2 separate regions of the Xenopus tropicalis genome follow, and region 2 is linked to region 1. Evidence: chromatin contacts called from public Hi-C data. All regions are on one chromosome and are shown on one strand. Each heading gives the region's core, a stretch centred on a gene start, on an enhancer-like site or on the middle of the called end of the contact. The rest is flanking DNA. Distances are from core to core; before and after follow the strand shown.

Region 1 (7,536 bases), core at 564-3,063:
CTCTTCAAACTTCCTCTATAAATGCAGCAACTCAAAAGAGATAAGGAAAAAAAAGGACACTGAGGAGTAGTGACAACAAGCAACCAGTCTTCAAGAAAGACATTGTTCTTAGACAGATAATCCTACAATGGAGAGTCCATTAAAAGGTATTAGGAGGTTGGCAGCCGTCGTGATCTGGAAAAAGGACCCTGTCCTGACAATAGACAATTAAAGCTGATAAATCTGCGCTACTTCTTGCTATTCTAATTCCTCATAATTGTATGCTGCTTGCCCTGCCGCCTGCCGCACGGGGATGATGCGTGTTTGGTATAATCCCCTCACAAGTACCTGACCTACTTCCTGACATGGTCTTTTCAGGGCCAGACTTCTTGCCCATCTGGATCTTTCCCTGAAGCTTCTCTGACTCTAGTCACACCCTCCCTTCTGTGCCCACCACAGTATCTAGGCCTGGAGCAGACAAGGGCAACCCCTCACAAGACACATCCAGATCAATATTCCCCAGCACCAGACAATACACTAATCTGCAATAACAGCTAATCATGCTCAATTTGGCTCACCAGTGATTAAACTGTACTTTTCATTAAGCTCAGAGAACAAGGCAGACACACAGTGACACCATCTGAGACATAGTCGGAAAAAAAAGGAAAACTGGTAGAGGGATTTTGTGCAATGACTTAATTATTTCCGAATTCTGCCAAGAAGCAGCTACAAATAATTCCCCCATCCTCAAAATAATCCAGACAATGAAAACATTGCTACTTGAGCAAAAGTAAACTTTCCTATGCATGTATTCTAAAAAGTGATCTAACATCAGGAGTGTTTTTAGCAGCTCTTGTTAATAATTTAAATAATACTTGCTTACCAAGACTTTCTGTTTTTCCACACAAAATACATGCGCAACAGATTTAATATTAATACAGTCAGACCAAGAAAATATTAAATGTGTGGCTATTGCCTCTTATTAATATCACTGATCTGCAATGTGAGGAGGGCTCTTGTTGGTGGAGTTAAGCACTGTATACCTCTTACTGTATGTGCCATCCATCTTCAGCACAGTGGATGTCAGACTGTTAACAGTATAACTCAGATAACTCACTTTTTTGTGATAAAGCAGGAGCAGGCAGCACCCAGCAGGAGCTTTACTGATAAAACTGTGTCAAACTGAAACCATGTGTCAAATTAGAAGGGGCAATGTTGAAATATGAAGCTCAGGAAGTTGATTTATCTGGTACAGTACATTAACTAGTATAAATAACAAGGGTGGAAAGTAAACACTTTTACTGAGCAGTATCTTCATTCAGCCAAGGAAAAACAATGGGAGTCCTTGCACCCAGCGTTGTAAAAAGCAGGAACACGGCAGGTTTCGGACTTATTACTCTCAGCTTTTAATCCCATCACAATGCAATGTTTGTTTATACAAAAATGTTAAGGTTGGTTGCTTAAATCGATCACTGCATAAGCATAGATATAAATACTTAGAAATGTCCCTCCGTTTTTTTTTTATAAGGAAATTAAGAGTAACATTAGTCTATAGAAAAACAACTTAAAACAATCAACAGTAAAATTCATGGACAGTTACAAACAGCAATAAAATAAATTCCTAAATTATTAATAGTATTAATAGTACTAGTAATAGCAAAAGTAGAATATTAAAATACAATTTTTTTTACCTTGATGTACTTCCATAAAGCAGGTATCCAGTCAACACTAAAAGCATTCCATAGTATTAGTCCATGTGCACAATCTGAGCTTGTGTCTGCTCTGATTCACCTACTGCTGCTTACACACACTCCAAATGGCTCTTTAAATCTAGACTTCTCCCTAGGCTGCACCAAGGATTTTAAAGTTTCCCCTTACTACAACCCTTCTCCCTCCCCTTGCCTCAGCTCCACCCCATTTAGTAATTAGGCTTAACAAGAGCAATTAACAAAACAAACTCTTTTTGGCAAGCCTGCCTGATAATTCCGATTGCCAAATTGTTTTAAGATGTGTAAGACAGTTTGCTTAGGCTGAGTGAAATCAGACAAAAAGGGAGCCGTACAATAGAAATCCTGCTTAATATGAATGAGTTTTATAAGCCACATGGCTTGTTTGTGTTGGAGAGAGCAGGTCAATTGTCTACACAGGGGGAAAAAATCAACAAATAATTTCAGTTACTTAGAGCTGGAGCACTCTTTAAATTGTGGAATAGAAATCTGATAGCCATAGCTAAACTTTCAACCTAATCCATTTAACAAATACACTTTATGCTAATATTTTCTATGAGATGCTAAAAAATTACAACAAAATAAGGAAAAGAGTTCTTCCCTATTAAATAAACCAACATATAACCTTAAAAGAGCTTTAGATCATTTTGGAAATAGTTAGAAACCTGTCTATTGCAATATTTTTAAAAATTGTAAGTAATTTCAGTTAAGCAGGGGCTTGAATGTGTGATCCTTAGAACATAAGAAATCTTATTGGAAAAAGCATGTATTTCATAAAGAATAGAATTAATAGAACAAATCGAATCAATCAAATGTCTTAAGATATATATTTGGAAATGATTTCATTCCAACTTAATTGATTATGCTTGTGTAGGAGAAAGAATATAAATTCTAGGATCAGTAATTTTTAGAAGGAAAAACTAAAAAAAGATTAGAATATACTTTACACACACTTAATAATTAATCTCCTTATTATAAGTTCTCCAAGTCATAAACTGTATGTTATTCAAATTTCCTAATTTTGCTAATTAAAACATTTTAAAATGTTAAGACTTTCAGTGGCAGCAGTATTATACTATTTTGCCAAATGAGCGGTGTGCCACCTGTTGGCATTCTAGTTATCTCCTACAATGTAGGCAAAGCTTTGTACTTCTTTATAACCTGACAGTTATATGGTAAATCAATGTATTTGCATTTTTGTACCAGCTCAGTCATTTATATGTAAATGAATTCTTTGATTAATAATCACCATTCATGGTATGTGTTGCAGTGTCTCTCAGTCTGGAACACTTTCTGTTAAACACAGTTGTACTGTACTGACTGTGCTATTGAACATATACATACAATAATACATTTTATTGCTTTTATACTTTTGGAAGTTATCAGATTCCTAATATTTTTCTCTTTTTTCCCACTAAATGCAGAGCATGTGTTTTATTTTTGTCAGCAGAATTTAATTTAAAATTAGCTCATCATTGCATTGTAGTCAAAGAAGAAAGTTGACGAAAATGCATTACAGCATTGATAAAATAAAAATTTCATGAGCACAATATAGCTGTAAGTTGTGCAATGAGCGTATTTTCTTTCAGCTACTTAGTACCAATAAAATGAGTTATTATACTATTTCCATAATAGTATTCGTGAGGTATTATATATGTGATTATTCTCAGTTTGCAGACTGGTATGTGAGTGGTATGCCCCTTTGTCACAGGTTTGTTCCATGTGTTCTTGACTTTTGGCTGAGCTATAAAAGTATTATTACTATTAATGTTTTTCTTTAGCACCAACATATTTCACAGCATTGTACAAAAGAATACATTTAATAGCTAATTTACAAGAACCTGAAAACTGATCTGTGCAAAATTTGATTTTCTCAACTGATGATTTATTCCATGGATGATTTTCTTGATAACCTGCTTAATACCTCCAGATAACCCCAAGAGTTCAGTTACTTTCTGCTTATTATCAGACGACGTACTGCTAACAGACATCATCTCTTTGTGGATTATATTATAAAAGCTGTCACTTGCAGAGCATGTCCAATACACACGCACTGACAGCAGACTCCACACTTCTACTGAACTCTAATTACTGAGTCCTCAATTAAAGGAACACCTCTATTAATCTTCTCAATTAAGTGAACACACCACATGGCACAAGCCAAAGCAGCCCATATGTTCTACTCCAGTCACCCAAATATTAAAGCTCTTATAATTGAGTTATCCAAAGAACATTCAGCAAATTTAAGGTGGCAGCCAGCCAGGAAATCCCAGTAGAGATATGACAAAAAGGTGGCAGCTAAGGACTGCTCTTCCAGTTTGTTTCTTTTTATGTTCATTAAAATAATCCAATTACAGTTTCTCAAACAAGCCTTTAACGTTAATTTCCCTAAATGCAATGTCACACAGTCAAGTCCATATCTTTACTTAAGGGACCAAGTGCTCCTTGACACATTACAATATCTGTTGAATAGAACAGACCTGATATGAGGCAGAGTTGTTGCAAAATAATGTTATTCTATCATTCTGGCCACTATGTGAGTGTTAAAGAATTGAAATTAGATGACTAATACTATTCTTGATTTGTTAGTTACAACTTGAAATTATACAGCATTTACAACATGGTAAAGTCATAAGAATTCTTATTTTTACACCAGTCTCTTCTCTACCGGCAGCTGTAGTAGGTTGGATCAAACTACTAGCAAGTGGTAGAAAGTTTGGTGCAGGTTTGATTACATTTGGATCTAAAACTTCTGTGAATGTTCAGTAGGATTGGCTGTAGTTAGATGTGTGGAGAGCTATCTTGCTGTTCCATGGTCAGCAACTGTTCTACTACTGTTCTCTGTCTTCCTGCTGAATAGAGATTGTTGCAGAGAAGATGCTGATAGCTAGGCAGATAGATTAATGGATAAGAGTCTCAGCTGAATTGTGCTTATTCCTTTCCCCTTGGGGAACTATTAGATGTATTATTGGTGAAATGTCCAACATGATCAGTAGCATTTATCTTACAGAATCAGTCTGTCTATCTATTATCTATCTCCCACAAAGCCTATTAATTAATTTACATTCATTTGTTTATTTTTCTTCCTATTTTGAGATATTTTATGTTTTGCTATTGCAACATATCAGTGTAAGGCATTATTTTCTGGTGCAGCCAGCTGACATAGTGAGTCCCTATCAAATATCATAATTTGCTTGGCTGCACCAGAGAAAAAATGTTGGTTTCTATGACCAGGAAATTTTTTCATTGGTATAACAATCCAGCTTTTGTCATGAATCAAAAATGGAAGTGTGTTATATTATTAAAAGTGCTAAGAACACCATACTGAAACATGCAATATATCAAAAAAAGAAACAACCTGTATTTGTAAAACTTTTTTTAAACATACACTATAAGTTGCTCAGTTTTATAGAAACAACACTCTGTTTCAAACAGTTACAGTCCTGAAATGATAAGCTTCCCTGTTAGACAACAGCTCCATAGATTCAAAAATAAAATGAAAAAATAAAGCTCAGTAAACATGAAGATCAGAGTAACGCGTTTTTCTGCTGCAAAACATACATAAGAAGGTTTTAAATGTGTATGTCTAATTTAATACAAACATATATACATATTAATATATACGTATACAAGATAAAAGATCTTTAAAGTACTTCTTCAAGAACACACAAGATGACACACAAGTGTCCCGAGCACAAGGAAAACCCCTCTGCTTTAGCTGCAGATTGAAAGCTAGTGTGCTATGAAGAGCCCAGAACACAAGAGTGCATTTTCCAGCAGAAATATTTAGCTTGGCTGCCAGCCAGAGAATGCTGGAAGAATAGATTGAATTAGGGGATTTACCTTCCACGTGCTTGGCACGAGTCGTTAGAGGCACTTAGCAACTCTCTCTCATCTCTGTTTCCCTCCTTCTGTGCCAATGCATTGTTAGCAGGGGACATTCTCTAGCAGGCGGTACATCTCTCAGTATAGCAAACTAGTTTATTAAAGGTATTGGAAAAAAAGCTGAAGCTTGTTTATACCACATACTAGATGTTGATAGATATGTAATATTTACATTTACCCTGGTCATTATTGCAATGCACAGAGCATTTTATGTTTAGTTTCACTTTGTCTTGCAGTTTCTGTTTTATGCATCCTTTTACATTTCCTCCACTTTCCAGAAAGTAGGGGTTCACAAATTGTGAGGCACTATCGCCCTATCCCCCACCCCCCACGCCAGAATTAGTTAAAAAAAAAAAAAAAAAAGAAAGGTTTAGGTTAAACACAATTAGGGAAAAATTAGAGTGAATGTGTATTTGCTGTTCAGCAACTATACTGGGGGCTGTTTTTAAATAGCTGTAATCTATGTAAGTGAGCATGGGGTCCAGACCAAATGTTTAACTGCAAAGTGGGGCTTGACCTCAAAATGTCTTAAAACCTTTTCTATAGAGCATGAAGGATGTATTGTTCACTGAATACAAGACATTTTAAATATGTTATATATTCCAATATGCCTGAAAATTGCTTGTTTGTAGTCTCACAATAATAAAGAAGAATGTTTTATATAATATTACAGAAACTTAAACAATATTAGTTTGTATTCTGCTTGTGATTGGCATATGCTGTTACACATTTTCCATCTCTAACTAGCTATGTACACATACAGATCTGATGTATATTCTGTACACACTGTATAATGCATTAACACGTAAAGTTGTGAAGCTATTGAGGCTTGTGTTAAAAAACAACAGGGAGCTGTTGAGTCAAAACAAATGTATTTATTAGCCAATCAGAATGTTGTAATGACCCAGGGATGTTTGCACCACATTAGGATTCATGTAGACTTGTATACTCCATTAACTCAGAAGGAAGAAATGTTGTCACTGATAATGTTACTGCCTTTTTTAAAACTAGGAAAACACTGACAAATATCACATCTATTTACCTTTATAAAATGTATTTTGCATATGTGAGAGAAGGCTCGCTGAAGTACACCATAGAGGCGGTCTTTATTTAGAAAACAGCCTGAAGGGGTTTAATAACAATTGTTTTATCTTCTCAGATGTATTGCTCTGCCTCAGATTTTTAAAATAAAACTGTCTCAGAAAAAGTATTTAGTTCATGGTCTAGTTCTTGAGCTTAAGATCCATTCTAGTGCCACAAATCATAATCCAAAAAACATGCACTGGAACATTTCAGGAATTATCATGGGCCCAGGGATCCTGACATTATTTCCAATTCCAGTTTATAAGAAGTGACACAGGGAGATTGCTGAGAAAAGTAACTGCAATAAAATACTTAGCGTGCCTTAGCGCAACTATATCATGCATAAAACAATGATCTGGGTCACTGATTTCAAGTATTCAGAATGAACATTTTGCAATAATGCATGACCGCAGTAGAGCCAAACAGACAATTCTAATTTTATCCTTAGAAGCTTCCAGGGAAACAGTCCATCTGTCCAATTCCATTTCCAGTGCTTCTGTATCACTTTCCTATTTTTGAACTAAATATTAAAGATGGCAATAGCTTAAGCTAGTGACATGGGTATATCTGGATAGTCATTTGCTCAGTGCAAAATGGACAGTCATAGTCTGATCCAGATTTTTTTAAATGGCTGGAATATTTGTTTGACAAGTCTCCACATTGCCTTGTGTGTGTGCTATCATCAGTAGACCATACTTCACAGGACCCTCCCAACCAAGTCATTTTGGCCCAGCTCCAAAAATCTTTTCTATGTGATCTGAGCCACTGTGTATTTTGGTAGTGTATCCATATTTCTAGAGAAATCACCAGAACTGCTTTTTGGCAAACCAGTTTGGGCCAGACAAAATACATTTTATATGGT
Region 2 (7,637 bases), core at 1,491-3,990, 68 kb after region 1:
AATCAAATATACCAGTTATTTGGTTCATGTTTGTGTGTCTATGTGCAATTTTATTTAAATCATTATTCTAATACAAGCGATCAAGGTCAATATAATATAATAAAGGGTCGGACGCTGAGATCGGTCGTTGGCAGGTCACATCATTTAGATTCCTATAGGTAATAACAAATTCCCGTGCTATTTGGCTATTTTACTGTTTTGCAAGCAGGTAGATTTTCAGGCTGACTCTTCAAAGGCATCAAAGGGAAGTGATAGATTTGGTCAGAACATAAAATTCCCTGTTTCCAAAGAAAAAGGCAATGATCGGTATGACTGTGAGTCTCACACCATGGCCTCGCCCTACATTAGTACTTTGATGTAGCAGATAAAGACAGGTTAGTGGGAACTTGGAATTCTGCTACCTCAAATAAGAGAGCACTTTAGGAAATTGTAGGGCCAAATAGGCAATAGGTGTGAGGGGGACACACCCTCCCCAAATACACTGCCAGGGGGAATGGTATTGGCCAAGCTGCCTGGGATGGTACCAAGTCAATTGGTGCTACTAGGACCTGGCACTATTTATCAATTATTATTATGTATGTGTCTTTGTTTAAGTATTTTAGTTCAGTCTGGTTCTTGGTTACTTAGTGTTTATTTTACTCATGAAGAAGAGTAGAGCTAATTGCTATATATATATATATATATATAAGGATCGCTGGCACCAGTTGGTATAAACTTGTGTACTTATATACTGTTTGGAATCACCTACATTTGTTAGTGGAATTAAAGGGGACCTTGAATTCGTCTGACTTAGAATGGACACCTTCTATGACAAAGAAAGGGAACCTTTGATTCCCCGCATGTTTCCCAGCAAGTTCCAGCAGTGAAAGGGTTAATGGATACTCTCTTCATCTCTCTCGGGAAGGTGAGGAGAAATTGATACAGTGGCTATACATTCACCTGCCACAAAGTAGTCCATTAATATTAATGCAAGTGAGGTGTCAAGCACAGAGCCTGGGAACACAGGGAAGGTGTTAACGTATCTCCTGGGCTCTGCTCTTCATTAGGCCTGGCAGATCGGTGTCTGTATCGCGAATGAATAGTGCATGAGGCGCAGGCTGCTGCTGCCACTGATCGCTTTTCCTATTGAGTTTCCCTGGCTGCTGCCGCTGCCGCCGCTTGTACAACATAAGGGAGAGGATCAGGTGAGCAAGGGCAATCACGTGACGTGCCCTGGGGTGAAGTTGCCCGACTTGCAGGGTGTGAGCTTGGGGCCATGAAATCAGATAGTATTGTGGCGTGTGATAGACAGGGGGTTACAATCTGGGGCAATTACAGTGTAACTGGAGGCTTTTAGGCACGGGATCCTAATAGAGATCGTGCGCAACTATTATTTGGTTTACAGAAGACCAAAAAAAATGTGGTGGCCCTCCAGCTGCTGGTACCTGAGTCCCACATGCCTACTCTGCCTAGGTACTCTGTAACAGAAGGAGGATCGCATATCGGACAAGCCCCTCCCTAATAATCGATGTCGTTCTACCTACAGCAATCCAGCCCCATAGCTGGGCCCCATTGTTCCCCCTTGCCTGCATATGAATGTCTCTCTCTCCCTCTCTCTTGGGCCTCTCCGGCAGAACAATGTGCTTGTGTGTGTGATAACTAATGATTCTGAGAAATGATGGCCAAGCCCCTCAGGTAACAAAGGTTACCCGATAACCACATCTCACAACAGCCCCCTTTCTCATCCATTAATCAGACAGGTCACCCAGGGGCTGGCACCCACAGGACTTTTACTGAGTCTAAGCCCTGCTAATTAGCTGCTGAAAAGGGCCAGCAGATCACTAGCTTTCAGCACTGGCAAATGACCTTTCATTTTCTGCCCTTGCCAGTGGGAAACATATATATTGCAATGTTTAAGGCAAATTTCGTTTCATATGCTTAATATGTTCATGTATTTGGGCTACATTCGTTCGTTTAACTTTGTAAATGTATTCTGTATTTACGATATGGGACTTCATTTATGTATAACTTAACTCTATATTCTGGAGTGAATGGTTTTCGTTTAATGGCATGGAATCCTTTACCATTCCACCCTATAAAGCTGGCCTGGAATACATTCGAATGAATTAACTGACAACAGATTGAGATGTCCCCATATCAATATTCGTGCAACATGGTACTGTATTTAAAACAATTCGTTTAAGCGAAACACAAATCGATGCAGCAGTGATAATACTGAATTAGGGCCATACCGCTGTATTAAATAACGAATTTAGTGTAAAGTGGTAAACACATCTTTATACCTGCATAATTATCGGAAATGACTCCCTCCTAATATTTTTTAAGTAATTGGGGGAGAGATGCCAGATTTTAGTGATGGACAGGAAGTTGGAAGAAATATCTCCTAATTGCACATGAACCTATTTGCTGAGCTCTCCACTTTCTTTAGGTGGGATGATTAATTGCACTGACTTGTCACATTCTATGCAAAGCTGCCTTACCTAGGGCTGTAATTGTTTCATAGCGTTAGTTCATTATCCCACCCCCAGCCACCAGATTAACACTTGCACTGTATGCATAAGGCTGGAGGCCTATACTTTTCCATTTAATGCAGTGTTGTTGTTTTGTTTTGCTTTGAAAGAGCAATTCTGGGCACTGTTTGCAGATCCAGGTAGATTTAATGGTGGCTGCTACAGCTCAGTACAACACACAGTTTAGTGGGCCAGAAGCACTTGGGCAAACTAAGAGGCATTGTCATGCAAGAATGTCCCTGAGCCTTTCATCTGATAAGGGTGGGTAAAGCCGTGGGGTAGAACAAAGCCTTGGGTGTGGTGTAGAGATGCTGAAAGAGAAAGGAGGGTTATACCTGGGAGCCTGCAACAAACGGATCTTTCACTTTTAGGAATAATAAAGGACAAACTGTGCCAAAAGAAAGAAAAACTCCCTTTATGCCATTCCATAATATACTGCCCATGAGCTTTGATATCATCATGCGAATGGTGTTCCCCATAAATGTGACTAAGTCTAGGGGTAAAGAAATTCATTATGCCATATCGTTTTGATGTGACCGGATAAAATGTGTGGTGTGTTATCTCTTTACACCTCTGTTAAATATAGTGTTCAATAGATCACAAAAATATATACAAAATTATCGAGGTATATAATGATTAAAGGGCATCAGTGAAGCGAGACATCTAAGCAACTCCAGGTGTTTGAAGGTTTTGTACTGGAGCAAATATTCCCCAACCCGATGTGCATACAGGCAGCAGGGTGTACAATGGCATAGCGTGAGAAAGCAACATGGCAGCAGCTACTGGTCCTTTATGTCCTTATGTTTTAACGAAAATGTAAGAAAAATGTAATAAACAAATGCAAATGGTACAATCAGCAGATGAAGAAATGTCAACCTACCAAATTCCATAATAAAAAAGATGACTAGTATATATGTAAAAATAACATACCTGCCGAATTTTGCGATAATGCGTTTTTATTAAATGAGAGGCAAATAAATAATCAGTGATATAACTTTAGTTAGTAAGACAACATAGAAACCGGACACTCTTCCGTTAAAGAAGAACTACATCGAAAAACTGCTTATTAATGAAAGATATGCAATTTTAAACCACTTTCAATGATGCCTTGGTGAATTATTTCATTTGGTTTTATAGTTGTCTGCACTCCTGGTTCTGACTTCTGAAACAATGCCGAGGAAACTTTGAGCAGAAATGGCTTCTGTTATATCGTTTCAACAGTTTGAAGCAGAGAACAGAAAGGTATAAACAGATATTTGCTTCAATAGCAGTTATATTCACACATAACTTTAACATTCATTGACATTACAGATGGATGTATATTGGAACGCTTCTTAGAATGACATCATTTACACCACAGTTTTGGTGAAGATGGTCCTTAACCTCAACTTAATTTTAATGACAAATATATTCTTAAAAAAATCACAGAAACTCTTGTGCTTTTCTGCCTGACTACAAGCTGCCTCAGTGATCAGTCGAATTTACTAAGTATACTTCTGTGACTAATGTGTTTGGCATTTACAGAGATAGCGGCGGCGCACAGCAATCTTGTACATGTGATTTTAATAAATCGGCCCCCTGTGGAACACAAACTTTTCCCTTTATAAACGGAAGTGGGGGAGTGAGTAATTTGTACAATTGGGCTAGTTCTGATCGTCTCTCAGATTAGGATTTTAACCCTTTCTTAAGGTGTGTATTATGCTGCCTTGGAATTTAACCCCCCCCAACAACACGCAATTCCATGGGTTTGATTTACAGCCCCCCTCCCCAATACACACACGTTGAGCATATATTTACCTTTCCTAATGTACATTTTGTGCCTTAATAATTTATTTCTGAATAGCATAAACAAATTGCCCGTAACCTTTTAAAAATATTGATTGGCGAAATATTAGGTCATGGACTTTAATGTCCTATCTATTCCAGTTCAGTCTTTTTCACATCTCTCTTAGAAAATGTGCAATATTTAGGCGATTATCAAATCTACTGTTTTCATTTAAACGAAATCATTTAGTATAAGACGCTAAATCATTACACAGTCACTGCGGGTCGTTTTATAGTTACAAAATAAATATCAACATCCTGCGACTGTCCATGGTTTCTCAGTGGAAATAATGGAAAGCTGCAAGTGTAAAATCAAACTTTCACTCAAAATTGTTAGCTTTATAAATTGGCTAGTTGGCACAATATTACATTAGTGTTAGTGTGCAGTGTCAGGTTACAGATTAACAATGCCTCTTTTTTACATGTACAAGATTAATTTATGGAAACCAAAGACATCACAAGACTTACAGATATATTGGCGATCCCTACAATATAATGAGCACCAGATACGTTTATGTAGAGATAAAACGTTATTTCATACGCAGACCCCATTATATTAGCAATAGGAAAACAGGTTTCACAAACAATTTAATACAAATACAATTAATATTTTAACATTTACAGTTTAAAAAAACAGTGTTTCACACATAAAGACATCTGGGCTACCTATCAATTTTCTGTCTAATTACTATATTATATATATTTTAATCTCTCATTGCTCTTATTATTTTATCTCTCTCTCGATCCCTCTATATCTATCTCCATGGCTATCTATTCTAATCCACAGCAGATGTAGCACTCCATTACAGCAAGGTCTAAAAGCCCAATTCATCAAACAAAACTGGGTTAGTGTTGCTAAACATAAAAACGAATGTAAAGTTCACATGTGGTCCAACATTATGGATTCAAGGGAATAACCTACACCCTGTTATACAGAGATGGATGGCGCTATCAGGCTGAGCCAAGCTAAAGGGTGATTGGCACTCAGTGCCTTCTTGTTGGAAGGAGTTAGACCTGTGCTGATGTTATTACTATGGTTATTACTATGGGATACTGCTCAGTGCAGCCTATTAGTACTCCATACAGTAGCTGCACAACTGGGCACCATAAGGAATTGCTCTGCCTGCCCGAAAAATGCCCCAGTGTGAAGGAAACTAGCGAATAATTTAAGATTGGATTCACCTAGAAACAACAGTGTTTCCAGCTGATAAGTACAACAACCTAAAAAGTAACAAAAGACAAGAATCTATAGGGAATTAGAAGAAATATGGGCGCACCAGTAAGCGGCACCAGTAACCTGATGAGATGAAGATACAAAGAAATCAATTAGTTATTGTGCGGTGGGGCAGAGATGAAGTGACATGGGCAGCGGCAAAACAGAAGGTGTGATTTCCCTCATTAGGATTAGCAGCCATTAGCACATTCAATTTTGATGATCCTGCTTGTATTTCTGTAACACTTATCTGACTGGCAGCGTGATTGGGCTCTGCTTAAATCGGCCAGGCTCTTGGTTACCATTGTCTTTATGATGATGATAGTTATAAGCACAACACACAGGGACAGCGCAAAGTGATCCGGAATCGCCAGGGGTTTTGCTATAAACATGCGCCCCTAGTGGATATGCTTGGGAGCGCGGATCAAATAAACGTAATCTAAGGGTCTTCCAGATGTCCCTGAAACCGGACCGTGAAGAGTTAATAATAATCTTAAACAGGGAATTACCATCCAGCCATATGTTCTTGTTTTTATTTTCCATCTCTTCACAGCGAGGTAGGGAGAACTAGAGAGCAAAAACACTCTACAAACTAAAATTCTATTATTTATCATCTATCTATGTATCTATCTATTATCTATCTATCTATCTATCTATCTATCTATCATCTATCTATCTATCTATCTATATCTATCTATATCTATCTATCTATCTATCTATCTATCTATCTATCTATCATCAATCAATCAATCATCTATCATCTATCTATCTATCTATCATCTATCTATCTATCTATCATCTATCTATCTATCTATCTATCTATCTATCTATCTATCTATCTATATCTATCTATCATCTATCATCATCTATCTATCTATCTATCTATCTATCATCTATCTATCATCTATCTATCTATTTATCTATTTATCTATCTATCTATCTATCATCTATCTATCATCTATATCTATCTATCTATCTATCTATCTATCTATCTATCTATCTATCTATCTATCTATCTATCTATCTATATACATAGAGAGGTAGGGAGAACTAGGAAACAAAAACACTCTACAACCTAAAATGCTATCATCTATCTATCTTAGTCATCTATACATGTGACATATATCTGTGTAATCTGTCCCTGAAAAATTCACAAAACAGCAAAAATTCGCAAAACACATTGAAGTCAATAAGCGTTTTGTGGCTACCACACAACTTTGTTTTACAGTCATTGATGGGCGTTTATTCGCAGCAAAACCTGGCAAATCACTATGTTATTATTTGAGCTTGCTTTACAGGCAAAAATGTGTTCATTTTTTATGCACAATGAAATATATTTATTGCTCGCTCCTTGGGGAACTGACCATCCACATCAAGACCAAACGTGGGCTAAATGTAAAGATCAGAGGATAAATTAGTTTTGTTGTCCCTTTACCAGCAAGTTTTTTTGGGCACCATCTGGAAGCACATGAAGTCTGCACAGTCTTAGATATTGATATCTGTATTTACACCAGCATCACTTCAGGTATCCCAGGCCACAAACATTTCCTGGTCTAGAACAACAACTTTTGAAACTTTTTTCTTTGCTATTTATCTATCTTTTCACTTAAACTCTTAAAAATTCTCACTAACACTGAACAAAAATGCTAACCAAAAAATCTTAGTGTTGTACATGTCTGTCTGTTTTAGTTATTGCCAAATAATTCTCTCATCTATAAAGTTCTGCATTGGGGATAAATATAATGGGCTATATCTCCCTGCTAAAGTGCTAAAAGGTTTTGATATTAAATCAGATTAAAAATTCCCCTTGTGACATTTTTTAAAATGAGGGCTATTTATGAGGCGATTAATCATAAAATATAAGGGAGAAAAGTATATAATTTGGGATTAAGGTGACCCATGTGATCAGTTGTATGTTTCTTTATCTCATGATTCCAGCACAGGCTAGGAAATGCATTACAGGTATAGGACCTGTTATTCAGAACTTTCAGGACTTGGGGTTTTCCTGATTAGGGGTCTTTCTGTAATTTGGATGTCAATACCTTAAGTATTTTAACAAATCAGTTACATTAAATAAACATTAACATTAA

The links. Hi-C and Micro-C count contacts between places; a contact is called where the count stands out from the background.
Region 2: a Hi-C map of neurula embryo shows a contact between it and region 1, with 3 times the contacts expected there. The contact joins the enhancer-like site here to the promoter of prdm1 in region 1. A contact is called at or near these places in 5 of 5 Hi-C or Micro-C datasets (brain, gastrula embryo, liver and 2 more).

What each region holds. Positions count from the first base shown.
Region 1 is chr5:79,522,610-79,530,145 of UCB_Xtro_10.0, forward strand. prdm1 (PR domain zinc finger protein 1) reads right to left here and starts at 1,814. Exons shown (of 7, transcript XM_002937157.5): 1 at 1,671-1,814. It also overlaps a transcript of atg5 not described here.
Region 2 is chr5:79,589,536-79,597,172 of UCB_Xtro_10.0, forward strand. No RefSeq gene overlaps it. Among named protein-coding and RNA genes, the nearest start is that of prdm1, 69 kb to the left of the region's middle. Within about 2 kb of position 2,741, at least 4 of the 11 cell types and tissues checked have an H3K27ac peak or open chromatin away from gene starts, as enhancers often do. A contact at or near this core is called in gastrula embryo and neurula embryo, where this site is marked.